Regions from separate parts of the Mus musculus genome. Here all the other regions are linked to region 3. The links are chromatin contacts, called in public Hi-C and promoter capture Hi-C maps. All regions are on one chromosome and are shown on one strand. Each heading gives the region's core, a stretch centred on a gene start, on an enhancer-like site or on the middle of the called end of the contact. The rest is flanking DNA. Distances are from core to core; before and after follow the strand shown.

Region 1 (4,396 bases), core at 865-3,364, 34 kb after region 3:
AAGTCTAAGGAAAAATGAGTCCTGTCTCCATCTGACCCCCACCAGCCTTTTTAAAGCCCTGAGATGTATCACATGTTACAGTGCATTAAAACGACCACTAAAGCAACGTACAATCTAAGTTCAGGGCTCCCTAAAAATCTAGCTATTACTGAAGGCGTATGAGGTGGTCTTTCTCTGTCTCCAGCCTGCCTCAGGCATTTGCTCAGGGCCCACTCCATGTGCCCTCAGTGACTGCTCACTTGTCCTACCTTCAGTGGTTTAATCTGATCCAAGCCCATATAGGAGTCTGATCTCAGGAACACTGTATACTGATAATTTCCAGGCTTGCCGGGTGCGGGAAACTTCAGTTCTACCTAAGAAGATAAAAATCAACACTTTAAAGACCAAGAGAATGCCTTTAAACTTCCTGCCTCAGAGGGTGGAGCAGATGATTTGCACACACTGTCATAATAACAAACAGCACGTGTGAGTTCCATCTCATCTATTATAAACTCTAAACAAAAAGGAAATCAAATTAAGCAGAACTACTGGGGTTCATTTCTATGTACACAGCTCAAGAAAGCATATTAAATTCTATGCTGCCACCTTAACACTCAAAAGAAATGCAATAAAGAATGAAAGTATGAATAAATGAAAGGTTAAATAGACTTGGCTAGATAAAAAGTAATTTTTGCCAAATTCTATTTCCATAATAAATTATTTATGCCTTAAAAATCCAAAAAGAACACTTCAAGACTCAGGGAGGAAGGTGCAGAAAGAATGTAAGAGCTGGAGCAGGGATCTGCTGCAGAAAAGAGTCTTGAGGACATGACAGGGCCGCTGAACTCCCAACTCACTGCAGCGGTGGTTATACCACATAAGCCAGCAAGACCCAAGACTCCCAAGGGACTGCTGCTGGCAGTTAACAGTTGCTGGGGACGAAGGTGCCCACTTTCCAGTAAACAGCTTTTCACCCACGTTCATGCGAGCATCCAAATGAAACTCAGTAGGAAACATACAAATACACACACACACACACACACACACACACACACACACTTACTTGTTGGGAAAAAGGGCTTCAAAGGGCAAGGGAAGAAGAAATCAGAGGGAAGAATAGATACAAAACAACTAAAAATCACTATATTCATATATGAAACTCAAAATTATGAAAACAAATTTAAAAAGAATTACATATTTTTACTCCATTATATTTCAATAAATGATTTGTTAGTTTTAATAAGGCCCTTTACTACCCTAACATCTATCCATAGCAGAAAAATAAAGTATAAATTACATAAAACTATATAAAAACAAGCCCAAAAGGATATTAAATTTCCAATCAAGTCATAAACAAATACAAACAGTAACATAGCTTTAGAGATTTCAATTCCATATGAGAGTAAAAATGCATATTTAAAATAACATTTCTATACTCTAGTTATCTGCCTCCAGTCTCCAAATTCCAGATTTTTGTAGCCAATATTATAAATTAATATAGGTCATTGTGGTGAGAATCTGTAACCCCAGACCTTGGAAAATTGGGGCCCGAAACAAATAGGGGGAATACTCATGTTCATGTTTAAAGACTCACTTCCTCACAATAAAAGAAAGACATCCAAGTTAAGAGATAAATAAAAACAAGGGAACAAACGTACACACAAAAATATGCCCGACCTCACTGAGTGTCTACTTTCACTGTTAAAACAAATTCAGACTATAGAATAAAAAGTGATTTACAGCCAAACCATCACTGCATGCTAAACATTTGGTAAAAATATCCAGAGAACAGTACGATGCCCAAATAACATACCACAGATGAGGTTCACCAAACACTCTGGAAGTAAGGAAACCTTATCACTACAAATGGGGACAAACACACACAACGTGTGACACATGAAATATGTGACCAGTAAGAAATGTAGTGAGTAAGCAGTGAGACAAGTTACACTGATACTCTAACAAAACAGCCTGGCGGAGTCTTGCAAAGGATTGTATGAAGAAACAAAAAAGGAGCTGCAAGTTCTGACTCCAGTGATCGCCACGCTTGGCTGGCGTGTATGTACCCAGAGAAAAAAGGACTGAGAACAAAAACCAAGTGACCTTCCTTTTGCTTGTGAACTTGAAGAGGAAGCAGAGCCTGTGGCAGATATGCAGGGCCATGAACTGAACTGTGACGCTGCATCACATCAGTGCTCACTCTTAACAACTGCATTACACTTGTGGCAAGAGACTGTAACTCAGGAGATCCAGGCCCAAGTTTTATTGTTAGAAGAAAAAAGGTCGGTTGTGAAGCACAGTATTTGCCAACTTTTGTGTAAAAATTTGGGGAGGGCAAATAATCTGTATATTATCTACATAAATACCACAAGGAAAATACATTAAAAATGGAGTGCTGGGCAGTAGTGGCACACGCCTTTAATCCCAGCTCCCAGGAAGCAGGGGCAGGTGGATCTCTGTGAGTTCGAGGCCAGCCTGATCTACAGAGCTAGATCCAGAGCACCCAGGACCACATAGAGAAATCCTGTTGGTGAGGGAGCCCCAGTAACAACAAAATAGATGACATGAACTGTGTAGGCGAGCCGAGCACTTGCCTGACAAGGAGAATTGCAGACTGGGAGTGGAAACAGACTGAGAGAAGTGTGTTGCAGTCAACAAAGTTGAAAGGAATTGAAGATCTAAAGAGTGTTTTGGCATGGAGATACAGAATTTAAAGTTTGCCCTTCTGGTTTTAAGACTTGCCCTGGCCCATTATTTCTTCACTATGTTCTCTTCCTTCCTTTTGAAATGACAATGTTTATCCTGTGCCATTGTATGTTGGAAGTATATGATCTGCTTTTTGATTTTGACCTTATAGGGGGATACAGTTAAGGAAACTGCCATGAATTTCAGAAGAGAATTTGAACTTTAAAACAATGTTGAGACTGTGTCAGATTATGGGGAATTTTGAAGTTGTGCTGAACCCATTTTTATATTATGATATGGCTATATATGGGGGTAGAGAGTGAAGTGTGGTGGTTTGAATAAGAATGGCCTCATATGCTCATATATTTATTGAATGTTTAGGCATCAGGGAGTGGCTCTATTTGAGAAGGATAAGGAGGTGTGGCTTTGGGGGAGGAACTGTGTTACTGGGGGTGGGCTTTGAAATTTCAAAAGCTCATGCTAGGCCTAGTCTCCCTTTCTCTGCCAACAAATCAAGATACAGCTTTCAAATACTTCTCCAGCACCATACCTGTCTGCTGTCATGCTCCCTGCCATTATGCTAATGGTCTAAGCTCCTGAAACTGTAAGTAAGACCCCCCCACTGAATTCCTTCCTATGTAAAAGCTGCCTTGGTTATGATGTCTCTTCACAGAAAAAGAACAGTAATTAAGAAAGATCAACTTTAAATCTGGATCATTTAAGGTCAGAAGACCCACCCTAAACCTGGGCCACACCTTCTAGTGGTAGCTTATATAAAAGACATGGAAGACAGCAGCTTTTGCTCTTTATCTGCTTGCCCTCACTCTTATTGGCAAGTTCATATATCCTACTGCTTTGGGATTCCAACATACACTGAAGACCATCTGAGACATCCAGTTTTGTGGACTGTTGAGAGACAGCCATTGTTGTACTAGCTGGACCACAGCCTGCAAACCACTCATACACACATCCACACACACATCCATATACCCCAAGATACAGTAGAACAGAATACAGCTTCCATGAGTAAACAACTTATTGAGTAAATGACCCTTCATCACAAACTTGAGAGCTACAATACAATCTATGATTAACCCTTTGATGGCAACATAATTTGATGACATATTGAAAGGTGATGGGCAATAGGAGGCAGACCCTGGCTAGAGGAAGTGGGCCACAGAAGGGGTGTGCCTATGAAGGGTCTATCTTGTCTCCTATCCTTTCCCTATTCTCTCTGCTTCCCGACTGCTATAAGAACAAGTTTACTTCTGTGTCTTAACCTTGTCATGAAAGTAAAAGTAAAGGACTATTTGTCAAACATGGATGACCCTTCTGAGATTAATCCTCCCTTCCTTAAAACAAAACAAAACAAAACTATTTTCATTCTAAATTAGATGTGTGTGTGTACATACACATAAGTGCAGGTATCTGGAGAGACCATCATGTACCCCAGAACTAATGTTACGGGCTGGCCCCAACAAAAACAAAGAAAATGCAATGAGCAAAATACAGTAAGCCACATTATTAAAATTTTAATGAAACATCATAAAGGTAAGATATTAAAACAAATATTGTTGGCTAATTACCTCTTCTGTATCCTTCAGTGTGCACACATGATATGGCATGGATATTAATGTTTGTTCTTTCCTATCTGCAATATAAAGCCACCACCACTCTTGTTTTTCCTGCAAAGGGGAAAGAAAGAAAGAAAAAAAAAAAAAAAGAGTATGAG
Region 2 (4,411 bases), core at 931-3,430, 54 kb before region 3:
CTGTGGTACAGGCCCAGTCTCTCCCTCTCTTGCTCTGCCTGTGGTTCTGGATGTAGAACTCTGAGCTACCTCTGCAGTACCACGTCTGCCTGCATTCCAGCCACCATGATGATAATGGTCTAAACCTTTGAAACTGTAAGCCAGCCCCAGTTAAATGTTTTCCCTCATAAGAGTTGCTGTGGTCACTGTGTCTTGTCATAGCGGTGAAAACTAAGATAGAAATTAAGCATAGCTGCTGTTTAAAGCTTGAAGTACATAGATTTACGGTTGAATTAAGTATATTTAAAAAGTAACAAGTCCTTAAAATCCATCACTCTCAAATGGGTTCACTTTGTCTGCCCCATGTTCCGGTTCATTTGTTGGTGGCTCAGTCAGAGGGGACAGGATGGAGAGAGTGTCACCTGCACCTTTGCAAATGTTACAAGTTCTGACCGGGTTTCTTGTATTGGTTTACAGACTTAAGGACATGAAGAGAAAAGACTTCAAAATGCTGATTCAACTTCCAAGCGTGTCACAATATGGCCGTTATGTGGTGGATGACACACAAAGAAATATAATGCTGTTGTTGTTTGTTTGTTTTCAAATTGGCTTTTAGTTCATAGCCCTGACAAACAGGATGGTGGTCCCACTACTTGAAGATAGTAAAGTCAGTGCATCTACAGGACAGAAGGGTTTGCTTACAAAGATCAAGGTGTTTCCTAGTCATGGAATATAAGGGACTTTGCCTGCTGCCCTTGCTAGGGTTTCTGAGCTGAGGACCCAACTGAGATGCTAAGAGGTAAATATTCCGTTTGAAACGAAAAATGCTGTCACATGACAGAGTACAGCTCTTTCTAGAAACTATGGGTTCAGAGATTATCTGTGTCCTTTCCCAAGGTGACAATGGACAGCAAGGCTCAGTGGTGAGTAGACCCCAGTAATATGGCAGCAGGCTCTATACCATAAGAGACTCAGCCAGATGGTCCAGGATGGGTCAGGGGCTGTGAACTCCAAGGGACTGACATCTGTCCTCCAGCTTGATCCTTCCTTTTCTACAGTCGACCCGTGTTAACATCAGTCTCAGAAACACTCAGACATCCAACTGTCAACTAGGCTCAAGGCCAGGAGCAAGTGAGGTTCTCAGAGAGCGGCTACCTATGCAGGAACAGAGGGGACCAACAGAGGCACTTGGGGAGATATTGTAATATTGTTACATTGTGTTCGTTGTGTTAATATATTATCAGATTGTATCAAGTTATTGCTACCTTTTCCGTGTTTCCGCCTGCAAATCCCTTCCTTTTTGTCTCTAAGGGTAGACACTACCAGAACTGAGCTTGCAAAGACTGGTTACAGTGAATGTAAAGGGCACAGAAGAGCTTCCTTTCTTTGACAAATAATTTTTATTTATTCTTAAGCAATTTCATACATGTCTAATGCATTTGGATCCTGCTTGCCCCAGATTGCTTTCTCTTCTCCCCCTCCCCTCCTCATGGAGCCCTTCCCCATCCACTCCCTACTCCAATTTTATCTATCTATCTATCTATCTATCTATCTATCTATCTATCTATCTATCTATCTGAGACAGGGTCCTACTGTTGATTCCAAACTTATCTCAAACTCTCAGACTCCAAGAATCCTTCTGCCTCCAGACAGCTAGGAATATAAGCCCGCCCCTCTGTATCCACGCCCAAGAAGCATTTTCTTAGTAATAAAATGCACGATCATTAAGGCCAGACCAAGCAAGATCTTACTGTGCTGAGTCAGTTTAAAACAAAGCAAAACCAAACCAACTCCTGCCTCCCTGACTGTGTCCCAGATAATCAAAATTGCCAAATTAGTGGCCACTTGGTAAATGGAGTGAGACTGTACAATTTACTTGCTCGCATTTCTACAATTAGAGTCCTGTCATTAATGGTAAAATGGGGTGTCGCCAAAGTAAAACCGAGGAGGTTCTGTTAGCAACTTTGTTTTTGCCAACTGAGAGCATTTTAAATTACCAGAGCTTCAAAAACTTCCTTTCACCAGCATGTATTTTAGAATAAAGGGTAATCTTTTGAGGAAATCATTTTAGCTTTACAAAGACTTTCACATGGTCCTTATTTTTCCTTTGTCATCATTGATGGGTGACAGGGTCACACAGACAGGAACTGTTCTTCTAGGACACAAGGCTTAAGACCTACCGAGTTGTCTGCGGGGGCGTGGTCTGAGATAATGTCCATGCATCTTCCTAGCTATTCAGGAAGTAGGCTCAAAACCAGAGGTGGCCTCTTGTTCCCACGAAAGAAATTCACCGAGAGGTGGAAACAGAATTGCTAGCTTTGTGCAGGGTCTGTGTGTTAGCCAGCGAACCTTAGCTGTGCTCTGCTCTGAGGTGTCCTGGATATCAGGGACACTGAGAGGTGTCCCTGAGTGTTAGGGACACTGAAAAAAAAAAACCCTTTAAGGAGGTAGGAAACTTGCAAAGTAAGTCAGGTTTGTTCCGTGTGGGTGAGCTGCCATTTATTTGTCTTGGCTCAAGAAATACTGTGTCTGTTGGTAATTTTCATTCTTGGGTCACAGACCCCAGGGGACCAGGAAGAAGGCCAGAGAAGTTTTACTATGTTTTCTTGGAACTTGAACTTGCTCCTTGGGTCTATGAAACACAAAGCCTGTTCTGCCCCACCCCCCCACCCCCAAACACAATCCCCAGACCCCAGCAATGGCACAGGTAGGCGGCTGAGCAGGCACAAGTACCCAGGCTAGCTTTCTGAGACCAGACGCACAATCCTAAAGACATATTGCCGTGAGCTTTCCTGACAGAGGTTTCCCTGTCAGAAAAATGACCTGATAGAAGAGTTGATGAAGAAGAGCTTTTTTTTTAAAAAAAAAGAAAAATACTGTGTGCTAAAGACAGGTTCAGCAGTTCATAGCACATACTGCTTTCCCAAAGGACCCAAATTCTCTTTCCAGCTCTCACATGAGGTGGCTCACAACCACACACACACACACACACACACACACACACACACACACACACACACACACACACACTTTTTGAGAAATTAAATAAGGGGCTGGGAAGATGGTTGAGCCATTAAGAGCACTGGTTGCTTTTGCAGAGGATCCAAGATCAATCGTGGTGGTTCACAACCATCTGTAACTTCTCTCCTAGGGGATCCCACGCCCTCTTCTGGTCTCCTCAGGCATTGCACACATATCTACACACATTCTAGCAAACATTCATACAATAAAATAAAAATAAATGACGTCTCCAAAAAAAAGTTAAGAAAACTAAAGTAAATTTGAATAACCAACAACCTTTTCCCCACGACTGTGTTTTTGCATTTGAAAGGATTGCAAAGAAGGAGAAGGATAAAGGTTGAATTCATTATCTGATCTTCACAAGCTCTTTCTGCTGACCTGAAATAATTTCCATACATTTTCCTAATACTTGAGAGTTAATTGCCAATTTGCATTTTGGTTGCAGAATTCAGGTCTCAAGATGGAGACACCAGTTTCATTTCATGAAAACTACGTGGGAGACAACTACTGATGCTCTTCTTCTAGAGCCCAGAGGCTGGCGGAGAACAAGCTTCTAGCTTTCCCTCACTTAGCCAGCCCTTCATAAAGTGTCACAGACGGCGGCTGGCCCCTGGGCTTGGGTGGGGTTGTAGGATTGGAGTTACATCATCAGATCTGTTTCCCACCATAGCCTCTCCCTCCATATTGTTAGTCCTTATGATGCTCTCAGGACTCTGGTGGCTATGCATCTGCCTCTTGGCAGCCAAATTGGACATCAGCATCTTTTATAAGCAGAAAACTATAATCCAAACCCCAGGAGTCCTGTGCTAAATCTCTGTCCAGGAAGCTTCATTGCATCTTTTGACCCTGGCCTACTTATGACATTACTTTAAATGTGTCAGGAATATCAACTGTTTCCACAAAACAAAATCAAAAACAAAAAATCACCACAGATAAATTCTAGTAGCTTCAAGAGCCACCCTGCTGATCATAGTCAGGGGACAGCTCAGCCCTCGACACTCTCATTTAGATGCAAGCTTAATAATATGTGTTTAGCAACAGCCCTAAAATCTGCTCAACGTACAGCTTCCCCATCTGCTGTGATTTGTTTTCTCCATTTGTTTAAAAAAAAAAAAGCACACAACAGTGTGCTGTGTGTGCCTTGTTGCCTCGTTGCCCCTATGAGACCTTGCCATCACATTCTCTATTGAGAGATGTGTTTCTCAGCCTGTTTTCCCAGGCCCCTGTCTTCCATGGCATTCTGCAGCAGAGCTGTGCCCGAGCCCCAGCGCCCCAGCCCAACATGATGCGGGATAAGGGGATGGTGAGGCGTACCTTGTACCTGGGCTTCCGTCCTCTCTTCTTTGGGATTGTCACTGCTGGCACAGAGGCAGCAGAAGCAGAATAGAGGTTATGGACGGCCATCTGCACC
Region 3 (4,364 bases), core at 1,081-3,580:
AAGATTAAAAGAAACAAATAAAAACTACTATGTTATGAAAGGTTTAAGGCAATCTGGTCATGATTTTCCAACCATCTAGTCAAAAAAATATTAAAACTTCTGTCTTTGTCCTTCAGGGTATTGTTCAAATTTTTATCACACGCAAGCAGTATTGAATATATTAAAAGTCCTTGGGTTTTTTTCAGTTGGCAAGATCAAAGCGGAGGAGCTGAGGTGACAACCTTTGAGTTTGGCTTGTTTCCTAGATCGCCTATGACCTCCAACCTTCAGCCCCACAACGAGAAGAGAAGCAGAAAGTGAAACTACTGTTGCTCTAGCAGAGAACAGCAGCCGCAGAAGAACTGTGCAGATGAAAGCCGAGCTTGCCCGCTCGTTCTTCCTGTCTCGTTATTGCTCATATATAGCTTTTAAGGAAATAAAAGTAATTTTGGTGACACGGGTAAGACATTTAAATGTGGTAAAACAACTAAGATTTGGGATTTTGTTGGATCTGTGTTTCCTCTTATGACACAAATCAGACAGGCAGATTTGGAGAAGGTTTCTACACACACACACAGTCACAATGTTAAGAGTGAGAGAAACACATTCATGTTTTAATAGTAGTTGACAGCTATATTTTAAAGGTAGACTGTAAAGCTACCAAGCGGCTTCTCTGCACGGGGCATCAATGTTTACATTTTAGCTGCATTTTGATGCTACGCAGTGCTAGTTTTCTAGGTAATTGCCACCCAGTAGCTGTTACTCAGATCGACTGAGCCACTTCTACCAAGCAACAAGCACACAAAATGTTCCATAAAATACTGTCTAAATCAGGCACCTTCTCCTCTACAGCCATCTCCATACTTCTACATGTTCTCCAGACATTCCGTTTTGTTTTGTTCTTAATGAGAAAAAAGTCTTGAGGAGGGAAAGACATCTATGTCTCTTACCCTTCAAAAAAAAATGTTCCTTAGTTGAGAAAGGAATTAAAAACATGGAACACACAACAACCACATCTGGATCACTTTTCAAGCATCCCAGCTACAAAGCCCCATTTCTCAGAGAGCTGCTGATGGTCCTAGCCCTCTTGAGAAATGTCATGACCCTAGAAAGACAACACAGCAAGCCGCCACCTCTGGCTTATTGTCGAAAATAACGGCAAGAACTTAGACTCAAGCGCATCAATGATGAGTGAAAACTGCTAACTCAGCAGCCATACCCACTGGTCCTGTCCATCCGCAGAGCAACCTGTAGACGACACCCGGGGCTGCAGGCAGAATGAGTGGAAGCTATTTGGGGTCACATAGGACTGTGTGAGGGGAGGAGGTGACTTTGTCTTTGAACTTGGGGAAACTCCAAACATTCCATACTAACCTGTTAGTTATTTCCTCCTAAAAAAACTAATAGCAGGAACTTGCAAACAATTAATACTCTCCTTATCTATGACTGGTACATCAGCAACCAACAAAAACACATGAAATATCCCATCTGCAGCATTCAACACAAGTAAATAAAATTCAATTTGAAAACAAATGCTTTGATGAGTGCTTATATCACAGCCAATTTTAATAATCAATTTTAGGTAAATATTTGTAACCTAATCCATACTACAAATTTTAAATTAATAATACAAAATAAGACAAAATTATTATTAGGAAAAAAACCATATTCATGTTTGAAATAATAAAAAATTTGCACATATTTACATATAGACTTAAAGAGAGGTTAAGTGTATACATGTCAAAAATGGTTATAAACTGTGTTTTTACTTTAAATCTCCCTTTGATATATAGTTAAAAAAAATCAAACATTATATTTTGCATGTTAGGATCCGAAGTTTACCCACCGGGCTCAGTAGTTTTAGCACCAGACACTCGTGCATTGCCAGAGAGGCAGGCATGCAAACCCTCCCAAATAAACTAAAGCAGGTAACCTGTTGTGCCGCCAGCCCAAAGAGAAGGAGCCATACAATGTACCACAGCACACCCGCCAGCATGCGTCTCCCTTACCTACAGCTTGGTCACAGAGCCCTGACCAGGGTGTTGCTTGCTGAGGTCTGGAGTGGTGGCTTAGAAGACAGGTGACTTCCTGCACACACACTGCGAGTATGGCACAAGCTATCTTCCACCCGTGTGCTACGCCTGCCTCACAGCTAGTCGCCAGCAGCCCAGCTCGCCGCCGCTGCAAACATCTCATTAGACTAATGCATTCAGTACAGGCAGAACACTCGATTTACCATAGCTACAGCAGTGAATTTCCATTACGATGACAGCTTCAACCACATCATGTCCGGAAAACCAGCCAACCGCTGGCTTCTAAAGAACACACACACATTTTACATGCAGAAAGCGAGGACTCTGTGTGTGTGTGTGTGTGTGTGTGTGTGTGTGTGTGTGTGTGTGTGTGTGTGTGTTATTTCTTTCCTCTGTACAGACAGACCAGCTAAGAGAAATACACAGCACAGCTTTTTGTGAACAGCAGCCGCCAGGTAATGATACTTCTGCTTCTTAGATAGTTACTTCCTTGTAAGAAACTGAATTATGTCACAATAGTCAGAATGGGTGTTTCCTGCATTTCAGTTTTCATTACCCCTCCTCCGTTGCCATAGAAACCAGACTGTAACATCATCTCTTTGTCCCAGTCTTGCAGCAGTGAGGGCCACACCAGGCTTATAAGACTGTTACGATCTGACAAGGCTAATGTTTGGCTTTGGGGGGAAAAGAAGAAGAAAGAAAGAACAATGGTATACCAACAGAAAGCCTGTGTGTTGTCAGAGGTGTGGACCTGTACTGATGACACACTGTGGCTGTACCTGTTAGCTCTAAAGCTGCCTATCCTACGTTTAATCCACATCTGTGTGTGCACATCTGGAAGTGTTTCTCCATGCCCAAACACTCTTGGGACCTGCCTGGGAAAGGGCTGCTGTCTCTCCTCCATACCCACTGCCTGTCCACTAAACCAGTTTACACCAGAGAAGGTGCCTTTTCTCCTCCCTTCTTTTTATAAAGTGAGTCGAGGTTTTCTGCTGCTGACTTGACTCATCTGGGGAAATGGGATGTGTCTCAAGTGTGTCTTATAAGATACCTGGTTTACAAATACAGGCTGTCTACCGGGTTTGCTTTTAGGGACAGGGAGCATGCTTGTAGCCAGGACTGACATTAAACTAATTTGGAAGGTCTGGGTCACAGCTTAGCCAGTTACTGAGTATGAAAAATTAAAAAGGACCTACAATTTGAATGCATATGTAGTGTGAAGTAAATTTGTCCCCTCAAATTAAATAGATACAGGAAATTGATGTTTTTTTTAAGTCAAAGCATTATCCTTACTAAGAAAGAAGGAATTCCCTGGGTGGCATGTGTCCTTTCTGCCTAGGTCCGCTGCCTGCCACAGCCCTGACTCCTCTGCCCCAAGGTGGTTCCCAGGCTGGCCGGGGCCTGGCCCAGCTTGGATGGCAGTCTCCATTCCTACCAAGTGCCATAAAGAGTCAAAAATTTGTACCAACAGTGTAGTATGTGTCCCCTTTGACATCCAAGGGAATCAAAGGCTGATTAGTGAAACAAGATTGGCCCATAGAAGCTCTCAATAAATTTCTATTTTATGAAAGATACAGACAGTTTGGCCCAAGTAGAAATTATTAGGGTTATGGGACTGGCTTTGGACTGAAATTCATGATGTAGAAATGGAAAAGTAACACGTTCACAACAAAGTGCAGACTCACGCTGTTAAGGAACGTAGATGGGAAGAGACATAGAGCTCTCTCCTCATGGGAAGAGGCCTTAGGGGAGGCGGTGAGCTGCCGAAGACAGCATCATGGCTCGCCACTGACCTACAGCAACCCTTTTGGACTCGTATTTAAACTATTGAGGGTTTTTTCCTTTGGAAATAAATATGTTATAAAACTGAAGGGGAAAAGTAAAAATGAAGACAAGGAAAAGAAGGAATCCACATCCTTTATTTACCTGTTGAGTTTTGATGTTCATTCAGGAAAATACAGTCTTGGAAGTTTTGTTTTGGAGGGGGTGTGTCTGTACTTTCTTATAACTTAGTTCATTTAAAGAAGAAGCCTAAGGAAGAAGATGAGAAGGAGAAAAGAAATTAGAAGCCAGCCAGGTGTGGGCGACAAACTGTGATGTCATCATTCAGGAGCCAGAGGCAGAAAGAAATGGGCCAGCCTGGGCTATGTGGGGAGTCTCAGGGCAACTTCAGCTATAGAGTAAGGCCCTGGGGAAGAGGGAGGACACTAGGGCCTGATGGATGGTTTAAATGTGGCCTGCGCCAAGTTCCAGCCACAGCTATGGTCATACAGTCTCACACAGTGTTCCACTGAAGGGCATTTTAGATGAGCTCGGGTAACTAGTGTTCAATTGAATATGGCTCTTTCAACA

The links. Promoter capture Hi-C pulls out the DNA fragments that hold promoters and counts their contacts. A called contact is a pair of places that touch in the nucleus more often than the background predicts.
Region 1: a contact with region 3 is called in a promoter capture Hi-C map of pre-B cells, with 2.6 times the contacts expected there. The contact joins the enhancer-like site here to the promoter of Scml4 in region 3. A contact is called at or near these places in 3 of 39 promoter capture datasets (HPC-7-derived erythroid cells, macrophages and pre-B cells), 7 of 484 Hi-C or Micro-C datasets (CD4 T cells, CD8 T cells, CD8 central memory T cells and 3 more), 4 of 115 datasets of contacts at active chromatin or transcription factors (the 230-238 cell line, CD8 T cells, the SCID.adh cell line and 1 more) and 2 of 9 other capture datasets (adipose tissue and liver).
Region 2: a Hi-C map of the HPC-7 cell line shows a contact between it and region 3, with 2.3 times the contacts expected there. The contact joins the enhancer-like site here to the promoter of Scml4 in region 3. A contact is called at or near these places in 14 of 39 promoter capture datasets (the 3T3-L1 cell line, the C10 cell line, cranial neural crest and 10 more), 2 of 15 datasets of contacts at CTCF or cohesin (CD8 T cells and the NIH/3T3 cell line), 14 of 484 Hi-C or Micro-C datasets (B cells, CD4 T cells, CD8 T cells and 8 more), 10 of 115 datasets of contacts at active chromatin or transcription factors (the 230-238 cell line, CD8 T cells, DN3 thymocytes and 3 more) and 3 of 9 other capture datasets (adipose tissue, liver and pancreatic islet).

What each region holds. Positions count from the first base shown.
Region 1 is chr10:42,823,834-42,828,229 of GRCm38.p6, reverse strand. Sec63 (SEC63-like (S. cerevisiae)) reads right to left here. Exons shown (of 21, transcript NM_153055.3): 19 at 4,251-4,349; 20 at 249-353. Among named protein-coding and RNA genes, the nearest start is that of Scml4, 34 kb to the left of the region's middle. Within about 2 kb of position 2,114, at least 22 of the 459 cell types and tissues checked have an H3K27ac peak or open chromatin away from gene starts, as enhancers often do. A contact at or near this core is called in the 230-238 cell line, pre-B cells and uterus, where this site is marked.
Region 2 is chr10:42,912,135-42,916,545 of GRCm38.p6, reverse strand. It overlaps Scml4 (Scm polycomb group protein like 4), which reads right to left. Exons shown (of 9, transcript NM_172938.3): 3 at 4,315-4,411. Among named protein-coding and RNA genes, the nearest start is that of Gm34006, 46 kb to the right of the region's middle. Within about 2 kb of position 2,180, at least 13 of the 459 cell types and tissues checked have an H3K27ac peak or open chromatin away from gene starts, as enhancers often do. A contact at or near this core is called in the HPC-7 cell line, where this site is marked.
Region 3 is chr10:42,858,478-42,862,841 of GRCm38.p6, reverse strand. Scml4 (Scm polycomb group protein like 4) reads right to left here and starts at 2,330. Exons shown (of 9, transcript NM_172938.3): 1 at 1,989-2,330. It overlaps Gm34006 (a long non-coding RNA gene), which reads left to right. Exons shown (of 3, transcript XR_380280.4): 3 at 186-436.